2 separate regions of the Sus scrofa genome follow, and region 2 is linked to region 1. Evidence: chromatin contacts called from public Hi-C data. All regions are on one chromosome and are shown on one strand. Each heading gives the region's core, a stretch centred on a gene start, on an enhancer-like site or on the middle of the called end of the contact. The rest is flanking DNA. Distances are from core to core; before and after follow the strand shown. Region 1 holds the start of AGAP1 (arf-GAP with GTPase, ANK repeat and PH domain-containing protein 1). Region 2 overlaps AGAP1 (arf-GAP with GTPase, ANK repeat and PH domain-containing protein 1).

Region 1 (4,941 bases), core at 996-3,495:
TTTGGGGTATGGGAGGGAGGGGCGTCAAGGATGGATGTCAGCCCGAGCGAAAGGAGGCCTGAAGTTGCCCACAGCTGGGACAAAGATTTCAGGAGAAGCACGGGGAGGGAGCAGCCAGAATTCAGCTCCAGACATGTTAGATTTAAATTGTCAGCCGGCATCCCAGAGATGATGAAGAGGCAATTGGATACGAAATTGTGATTCAGGGGTGAGGGCTGGACTGGAGGTAGGACTTTGTGGTTCATGAACCTGTATAGGATATTCAAAGCCGAAAGAGAGATCCCCACACATAGAAAAGAGAAGAGACCCAGAAAGGAGCCCTAGCTGCTCGCTCTCCATATTTAAGAGGTTAGGGGAGTCAGAGGGGATCACAAAAGGGACTGAGAAGCCAGAAAGGTAGTAGGAAAGCTTGGCGAGCATGTTATTCTAGCAGCCAGGAGAAGAAGGGTTCCAGGACTGCCGACAGGTTAAATTCGATGAGGCCACATTGTGGGCACCTCAGTTACTGCAGTTACTTAGGCTGAGAGTAAAGCCAGAGGCAGATTAGTGTGTCAGGGATGCTGTAGGGATCAGGAATGGGGGGAGGGCACGAGCTCAGGGTGCTGAAGACCATCGGCACGTTTGTCTGGGGGAATTGTGAGCCCAGTGGGTGTAACTCGGGGAAGATGGATACCAGGCTGCAGAAGCCACACGCAGGTGGCAGGTGAGCCAGGTGAAGGCTCAGCTGGCTTTGATCAGGGCTGCGGGGGCAGGGGGCGCGGACCAAGTGCTTCCAAAAAACCGCTTGGAAAGGTCAGGGCAGGGACTAGGCCCGGGCTCATAAACTTGGCCCCAGTGCTCAGCACGTCTGCAACAGTCCCGTTTGCCTGGAACCTTCTTGCTGTGCGGTCCAGCTCCGCAGGATTCCCGGGCTGAGCTTACAGGGGATTGGGGTGGGGGTGAGCAGGCTGGGGACCCACGCAGATCAGGCTGCAGCTTGAGACCCATACCTCCAATTTATTTATTTTTATTTTTTTATTTTAAAGGGAGAGGATGCCTAAGGGAGCTTCCGTGGTATTTCGCTGCACGTCGCGTCCCCGTCTAAACTTCACTCGAGGAGTGTGAACACCCACGCCGCCACGGCTAAGGCGGCTCTTCGCCTTCGGGAAGAAATTTAGTTTATTAAGAGGAAGCACGCGTGTGACTTTCGCAAAAGGAGATACAAAGTTTAAAAATGGGGGGCGGGGTGGGGAGCGAACAAAGTGCGGCCGGGGGACAAGGCGAGTCGCAAATGCTCCCGCAGCCGGCCGCTTAGAAGCAAAAACGCGGGCGGGTTGGCGCACCGCCTCCCGGGGACAGCAGCAGGACAGCGCCGGGACCAGCGGAGCGCCAGGACCGGGAGCCGGGCGCGTCACGGTTCCGCGGGTGGGAGAGCCCCGCTCCTCGGCCCCCGGGCCCCAACTCCGCGCCTGCCCCGAGCGGCGAGCGCGCCCCTCCCCGCGGTCCCGGCGGAGCGCCGACGCGGCGCGCCGCGGACTACAAGTCCCAGGAAGCCCAGAGGCAGGCGCGGGGCGGAGCCTGGCGCAATTCCCCGGGATCCGGCGCGCTGGGAAGCGCCGCGGAGGACGCAGCAGCGGCGGCGGGCGGCGAGCGAGCGCGCGGGCGGGCGGGGCGCTGGCGGAGGCGGGGCCGACGTGGGTTTGAGCCCTGCGTGCCAGGGAGGGGGCTGGCCGGGCAGGCGGCGGGCGGCGCTCGGCGAGGGCTCCGCGGCTTGCACGGCGCCTGCGGCTCGGTCCCGGCTCGGCGGACGGCGCACGGCGGGCTCCGCGCGGGGGCCCCGGCGCGCCGGGCGGCGCAGCACGCAGCGCGCGGACCCACGCGGCGGCCGGGCATCCCGAGCGGCGCGGCCACTGCCCGGGGGCCGGCCCTCGGCCCCAGCGCTCGGAGCGCGGCGGCTGCCTGGGCTTTAATGGCTGCTCGGCGGGGCAGCGCCTAGGGGTGGAAGGCGGCTGCGGCTCAGGAAGGAGCCCGAGCGAGCCTCCTCCGGGGCCGGCCGCGCCCGCCGCGGCGCGCTCCATGGGGGCCCGCTGACCCGGGGCGCCGGGGCCCGCTCGCTCGCTGGCCGCGCGTCCCGGCCATGAACTGAGTCGGCGGGCCGGCCCCGCGCCTGCTCCGCCCGCTCCTTTCTTCTCGCGCCTCCTCCGCCCGCCGCCGGCGGCGGGCCCGGCTCCCCGGGGGCTGCGGCGCCCCAGGCTCGGCGGCCCGCGGGCCCCGGGGCGCGGGACGGCGGCGGCGGCGGGGGGCGCGCGGCTCCGGGCGCGGCGCCTGCACCATGAACTACCAGCAGCAGCTGGCCAACTCGGCTGCCATCCGGGCCGAGATCCAGCGCTTCGAGTCGGTCCACCCCAACATCTACTCCATCTACGAGCTGCTGGAGCGCGTGGAGGAGCCGGTGTTGCAGAACCAGATCCGGGAGCACGTCATCGCCATCGAAGGTGAGGGCCGAGCCGCCGCTGCGGGGCTCCTGGAGAGCGCGGGGGAGCGGGCGCCCCCGGCGCGGCGGGGCGCGCGCGCGTGTGCGTGCGTGTGTACACACGCGCCGGGCCTTGGCACACGGCTGCCCGGCCGAGCGAGCACTGCGGTGCTTCTCACCCTGCAAGGCCGGGCGAGAGCCGAGGGGGAGGCCGAGGGCCGGGCGAGCGCGCCGCCAGCCTTGCCAGGGAAGATGGATCGCGGCGCTAATGCGATAATGGGCAGTAGAGTCTCCAGTGAGAAAGTGGCTCCGTGCGGTCGCGTCCTGGGCCACCCGAGTGATCTGGTCCAGTCGAGGCCTGGGGCCAGCCGGAGGGGTCGGCGCCACTGGTCTGTGACAGGTTACCAGGCGGGGAGCTGAGCGTCTTGCTGGACGTTGAAGAGGTCTTTTTGAGAAGAGCTGCTGCTGGGGGGCGTGGGGTGGGCAGGCTCTTCCTTTGGTGGATTTGCCTTTTTCGGGGACACAGTGGAGGCTGCTGAACTTAGCCCAAGCTGCAGACAGCATCGTATCCCCGTGGGGGTCCACCTGCCGCTGTGCAGAGAGAGGCTGGCTTCCTCTACAGAGTGTTTTCTCCCAGAAGTCCTGGGCCAATTTAGAAGACCCCTCTCTCTGGGTTTCACTTTCACACACCTGCCCTGGGAGGCCACCCACCCACCCTTCCTGCAAGTCTGGCAAGGCTGTGACCCTCAGGAGAGGTGGAGCCTGGGTCTGCCTCTCCTGGGCTCCTGTTCTCTCTGGCGTCACCATGGTTATTTCTCAGCTCCTCCGCTTCCAGATTGTCTCATTGTCGTTGGCCAGTGGCGGTAAAAGGTTTGACGGCTGGGTTATCCGTAACCTAGAAATGGCCTAACCAAAAGCCGCAGTTGAGGAACACTGAGAAGGTTCCAGGCCTGGCAGAAGTGTGTCTGAAGCCCAGCCGCAGGCAGCTTCGCCCCGCTCCCCCCCTGTCTGCAAGCCACAGGGCAGGGGCCGCGGGAAAGCTTCGCTTTGGCACCGTGCAGTCTGAACTGCTAACCCCAGAGCAGTTGGTTTGACGCTTGGCCGGTTCGACTGAGAAGGTGGATTTGGTGGTGCTGATCCTCTTGGCATTTGGCAGCCCCCATGGACTTGAACGGTGTCCCAGCCAGGTTGCTGATTGGCCGAGTGCACTCATAGGGGGTCAGCTGATTCCTGGGGAGGATCTGAATGGTGCTCCAGCCTTCTGTGGGCCTGGCGCTCAGAGCACCTGGCCTCCCTGTTGGCAATTTAAGATGCTTCCAGATTCCTCGAGAGGCAGAGGCTCTGGTGTGTCCCTGGCAAAACTGTGGGAGGCATGGGACCCGCACAGGCTGCCGATGGCCCGGTGAGCTTGCAGAGATGTCCCTCCGCTGCCCATTCTGGCTCTGTGCCCGTTCAGGTCAAGGGCCACCGTGCCTGTTTCAGCCGCCTGCCCGCAGCTCTCTGGCAGCATCCACAGGAGTCTGATGAAACACTTTGAAAGCTGGTGCCAAGGACTGAACGCACCTGGCTGAGAGCACCTTGTCACCGTGCAGAGACCTCTAGCTGAGTGTGATTCGTGCTGCCTCGTTTTCGTTTCCCATCCTTGAAGCCCAACTCTGGAGTCTCGAGGACTTCCTGCGAAGCAGTTTGACTTTCCAGCAAGGGAATGTGATTTCGTTTTTCTTTCCTTTTCCTTCTTCTCGAACCCCTCTCCCCCTCCCCCAACATCCTGTGGCTCCCAGGTGATGGTTTCTGGTAGCTCCATGTCACCTGTACGACGTGAGATCTTAGGCCCCTTCTTGGCTGGAGTCCTTATCATTTTTATTAAGACTCCAAAGCAGTGAGCAGCGAATCCTGCTTGGGGCTGTGACGATGCTGTCATTTTTCTGTTAGTGAAAGGCACGCTTGTGTTGTGTCAGGGTTATTGCTAATGTCATGAGGCTTAAGAACCATTCGAAGATGCTTCTGTTCTTGGCATTATTATCCACGGCGATACCACCTTTCGTTTGTATAGAACTTCAGCAGGAATGCTCTGGCATTCATAAGCTCATTGTGTGGCTGTGCCAACCCTGTGGGAGCCTGGGGACCAGTTTCATTTTATACACAGCGGAGCTTTAGGGAAGGACAATGACCTCTTGAGCATTTCCCTGAGGTCAAAGTTGTGCCTGAACCAGAGGCTCCTCTGAGCCCAGGTCTGCAGCCCTGCAAGGCACCTTACGCTGCCACTCTGAAAGAATGGATAAGTTCATTGGTTGCAATGAAATGTTCTCCCCCTCTGCGCCAGCCTTTAGATGTGGTTGTGATTTATAGCTACACCATTGATGTTTTGGAAATTGGGAGGATTGCTCCGTTGCGGCAGGATGACATTTTTCCGATGAGAGCGCTGCAGAAACGGTTCTGTGCAGTCGTGTAGGATATGGGCTATTCGTACATCCCTGATCTGAGAGCAT
Region 2 (4,941 bases), core at 880-3,379, 74 kb after region 1:
CTGATAAACTGGTGAGTAAGTGGTTCCAGAGTTCTGTGAGCCCTTCTAATACGTTCTCGACAGGAGGAGAGGTGGGAACCCCGATCAATGGCTGGTCGTAGAGAAGGGTGGGAGGGGTCTCACTGACTCCGATGGGCGTCTGGGGCGGGGGCAGCCGTGTGGGACCAGGCCTGAACCTGTGGGGTCTGACGCTGATTTTGGCCGGTGTCAGAATCCACTGGAATCTTGGACACCAAGCTGGTGTTGGCGGAGTTGGAGAATCAGTTATTAATGCGGGAGAACCCCGCACGTCTGGTGTCGGAGCTGGTGTGTGGATGGACAAGGTCTCAGGTAGTGACCCCAAAGGTCCTCGAGCAGCGGGTCGTGGACTCGGAAGCAGCATCGTCTGACCACAGGGCCCTGCGAATCGCTCCTGTTAGAGCCACGGGACCCTGGGGCTGGCTCGCCCCATGCATGGTGGGGGGTGGGGAGAGATTGACCCGAGGTGGCTGGATGACTGGTCCAGGCCACACGGCCTGCCTTTGCTCCCTGCCAGCTCCAGCACCTGCTGGTTCGCCTGTCGTCTTAGTGGTTGGAGGCAGCAAACCCATTCCCCTGCGTCGTATGTGTCATGCAGCAGGAAAGCCACAGGGTGTGTAAGGTCAAAGTCAAGTTGTATTTATGTAGCAGTTTGAACTTTAGGAGGTTTTAAATACGTTGTTATTATTTAATAGCATCCGGTATGTTAAGGGATGGCTTCCTGTAAATTCTCGGGCGTCTCGACCCGTCCAGGGAACCCAACGTGCGTGGACGTGTCCTCTTTTGCAGATTTGGGGTGCAGCCCCGGAGATGCCATTTACGTCTGCGTCTTGGGTGACTGTCCGCTTTGATCCTGTTGGGGCAGGAGGGGCGCGCTCTGAAAGCCACATCACCTCCTTCTTGATTGCCAGTCTTTTAAAACAATGTTCCTGAAAGGAATACTTTGCTTTTTTTCATTCACAGACTTTGTAGCGTGTTAAGATCACGCCAGATACTTAGTTTTTGAAAATGGAAGTGGAGCTGATTTGCACAATGTTGTGTTAGATTCGGGCGTTTAGCGGAGTCATTCAGTTGTAACGTATGTTCTTTCTCAGATTCTCTCCCGTAGCGGTGACTACAGGATGCTGAGTACTGTTCCCCGTGTCGAGTGGGTCCTTGCTGGTGGTCTGTTTTATGTCGTGTAGTGTGCACCTGTTAATCCTAAACCCCCAATTCCCCCCGCCCGCCACTCCCCACCTTTCCCCTTGGTAACTGTGTTTGTTTTCTGTGTCTGTGAGTCTGTTTCTGGTTTGTAAATAAGTTCGTTTGTATCATCATTTTTTTTAGATTTCATATGCAAGTGATGTTGGGTAATATTTGTCTTTCTCTGTATTGCTTTTTTTTCCCCCCCTTCTTTTTCTGGCTGCCCCACAGCAGATGGAGTTCCCGGGCCAGGAATCAGATCTGAGCTGCAGTTGAGACCGACACTGCAGCTGTGGCAACGCCAATCCTTTAACCCACTATCCTGGCTGGGGATGGAACCTCTATCCTGGCGCTGCAGAGATGCTGCTGATCCCCTTGTGCCACAGTGGGAACTCCTCTCTGTGTTGCTTTTAATGTGTCACACACACACACACACACACACACACACACACACACACACACACACAAGACCCAAGTATTACTTTTCCTTTACAATTCAGTTTTCATGCCAGTGATGTCACAATACAAGTGGGCATTTCATTTCACTGATGGCCTTTCTCAGAGCTGGGACTTACCAGTGGGGAGATGTACCAAGCAGTTACTTTCCTTGTCGCCGAGGCTGTCACACATGGTCCTGTCCCCACAGCGCCTTGATAGATGTTCTTTAACTTTTGGGGTCCATACTATAGAAAGATCGACAGGTACTCACTCACACAGCAGCTTGCCAGACAATTCCAGGGGTTCACAGACCCTCTGAAGCCCCTTCCCTGGACCCCATGTTGAGACCGTTGACCTGCTGTCTCATGCATCTGCTTGGCCGTGAGACTCAAAAGCGATAGAGGACAGCTCTGCCTTCTAGGATCCCCTCTGCTGGGCAGCTGCTTCTTACTCCCTAAGGGTCACGTGTGGTCCGTGTCCACAGGGGCCAAAGTCCCAGCAGAGCACCCAGGAAAACAGGTGCAGGCAGGCAAGGCTGTGGCAACACAGGGCCAGAGGCCCCCAGGGTCAGTGAACTGCAGGCGGAGGGACCTGCGGGTCTGAAGGTGGGGTGGCAGGGGTGGTCGAGTCGGCCCGCAGTGAGGATGCAGCGTTTGAGGAGGCGGGGAGGTGGACGTGCATGTCCACGGCCAGTTTGCTGGCACTTGGCTGCAACTTCCGACCGACAGATCCTGGCGAGAGGAACCAAACATGATATTGGCCAGGTAGAGAAGCTTCGAGTTTTTAGCAGGAGTTTCTCCTCTTCTGTATCTGTGAAGTTCTGCTAACGACAGAGCGTTGGTGACCCTGCTGTGGACTGAGCTGCGTCTCCCCCAAATTCACATGTTAAAGCTCTAAACCCCAATGTGATGATATTGGGGGGGGTAATTAAGTTCAGATGAGGTCACTGGGCTGGCTGGGGTCCCCAGGATGGGCTTGGTGCCCTTGAAAGAAGAGACACCAGTCAGAGTGCTCTCCATCTTTTGAGGACATGGCACGAAAGCATCCTTCTGCCCACTAGGAAGCAGCTCTCCCCAGAAACCAAATGCCCATCACCTTGACCTAGGGCTGCCCAGCTTCAGGAACTGTGAGCAGAAGTGTCTGTGGTCTAAGCCACCCGGTCTGTGGCGGGTTGTGACAGCGGTCAGAGCTGACCAAGCCCAGCCCACCTGGAAGTACTGCCTTCTTCCCGCAGCAGCTCCACCCCGGGGGTGTGATCTGGAAAGGAGGCATGTGGCATGCTCTTGCCTCTGGGTTCTTGTGGAGGAACAGGGACTTGAACCATTCAAGTGACAAGCTTGCCACCTGGGAGTTGAGCTGGAAAGCAGCCTTGGGAATAGCACTTAGCATCAGGTGGCCGAGCGTTTAGCAAGAACGAAATATCTGGTGACATCTGGTGACCAGCAGGCACAGCACCAAGGGCTGGGGCCCCAGAGGCCTGGCTCACTGTGCTGCTGAAACTCCGTCAGTTGTGTGGCTCTGGGCCTTGGGTTCCCCACGGGCAAAGGGCAGGGATAGGTTTGGGCTTAATTATCTTCACCTCTGTGCCATGACCCTGTGTCCAGGGTCATTCTCTGGGCTTTTTTTTTTTTTTTTTTTTTAATTATTATTTTTTGTCTTTTTGCCGTTTCTAGGGCCGCTTCCCACGGCATATGGAGATTCTTAGGCTAGGGGTCTAATCGGAGCTGTAGCCACTGGCCCATACCACAGCCACAGCAACGCGGGATCCAAGCCACGTTTGCGACCTACACCACAGCTCACGGCAACGCCGGATCCTTAACCTACCGAGCAAGGCCGGGGATCGAACCTGCAACCTCATGGTTCCTAGTCGGATTTGTTAACCACTGTGCCATGATGGGAACTCCTCTCCGGGCTTTTTAAATTAAGCTGCTCTTTGGGGCTGGGAGGCGGTACCCAGCCAGTGTGTGTTAATGCACTTAGTATTTGCGTGTGTGTCGTGGTCATTGCGTGCCCTGGGCACACTGGTTTGTGAGCGTAGTGTCTCCTAGTCACAGAGGCAGGCGGTGCTCAGTGAGCAGGTGCTCTCTGCAAGACCCCGAGGCATGGCCTGACTTGCATGAGTCGACCTCGCATCTGGCTTTAAGAACTGTGTCCTGTGTGCCCCTGTGATGTGCTGTGTGGTGACAGCCACCGGGACCTCAAGGCCGTTGATGGCAGGCTTGGGTACCGTGACTGGGGGTGTGGAGAATGAAGAGACGGCTGCAGGCTGCTGGGGGCCCTTCCCTGGGTGGCACCACCAGCTATGGCGTCTTCAGGAAGAGATGCCCACTTAAGGGCACGTCCCTGGGGGCCCTGTTCCGGTGGTTGGCCTGGCATGAAGGTCTGGCTGCATTGGGCCCATCCTGCTGACACTGATGGGGCTCACATGCCCTGGAGCCCGCGTGGGGCCATCTGAGCTGTCCCTGGGCCCCCCCTCCGTGTGTAGATCTCCGTCTCCCGTCCCCCCTGTCTTCAGACTCCCCCTCGCATCTTCCCCAAGTAAAGAACCTGGACTTTGCTGTGGTCCCTTAGCAGCTCTGTCCAGCGGAAACAGAATGTGAGCCGCCTGAGCCCTTTAATTCTACAGTAGAAGAAAAAAAGTAAAAAGCAGGTGGGAGTTCCCGTCGTGGCTCAGTGGTTAACGAATCCGACAAGGAACCATGAGGTTGCGGGTTCGATCCCTGGCCTTGCTCAGTGGGTTAAGGATCTGGCGTTACCGTGAGCTGTGGTGTAGGTTGCAGATGTGGCTCAGATCCCACGTTGCTGTGGCTGTGGTGTAGGCCAGTGGCTACAGCTCCGATTGGACTCCTAACCTGGGAACCTCCATATACTGCGGGAGCAGCCCTAGAAAAGGCAAAAAAAAAAAAAAAAAAAAAAAAAAAAAGCAGATGGACTTAACTTTACTGAGACTTTATATGTTCTGTCCAGTCCAGCACATCCAGAGGCCCGTCTGTCGGTCTGCAATGTATGGAATTTATTAGGGGGGCGGGCGACAGCCTTTCTGGGTCGAAGTCCTTGGACTGCGCTGTGTTGCTCACTCCCGGAGCGCCTCAGTTGGACCAGCCTCGTTTGAAGGGCTCGGCAGCTGCCCGCGTAGGTCCTGGCTGTCATGACCCTCTGCCCAGAGTCTTGGCCAGGATGGATGTGCCTCTCGCCGGGCACCTGCTTGGAACAGAGTTGTGTGTGTGTTTGGTGTCACTTGCTGGGCCAGCAGTGGCCCAGAGCATGGCCTTCGCCAGCGGTGTGCAAAGGAACAGAATGTCT

The links. A called contact is a pair of places that touch in the nucleus more often than the background predicts.
Region 2: a contact with region 1 is called in a Hi-C map of liver, with 1.7 times the contacts expected there. The contact joins the enhancer-like site here to the promoter of AGAP1 in region 1. A contact is called at or near these places in 8 of 47 Hi-C or Micro-C datasets (embryonic fibroblasts, fetal skeletal muscle, heart right ventricle and 4 more) and 1 of 2 datasets of contacts at active chromatin or transcription factors (skeletal muscle).

The regions. Positions count from the first base shown.
Region 1 is chr15:135,440,195-135,445,135 of Sscrofa11.1, forward strand. It overlaps AGAP1 (arf-GAP with GTPase, ANK repeat and PH domain-containing protein 1), which reads left to right and starts at 2,246. Exons shown (of 20, transcript XM_021075538.1): 1 at 2,246-2,474. The coding sequence starts at 2,312.
Region 2 is chr15:135,514,247-135,519,187 of Sscrofa11.1, forward strand. All of the region lies in intron 1 of AGAP1 (arf-GAP with GTPase, ANK repeat and PH domain-containing protein 1), which reads left to right. Among named protein-coding and RNA genes, the nearest start is that of AGAP1, 74 kb to the left of the region's middle. Within about 2 kb of position 2,130, at least 4 of the 83 cell types and tissues checked have an H3K27ac peak or open chromatin away from gene starts, as enhancers often do. A contact at or near this core is called in liver, where this site is marked.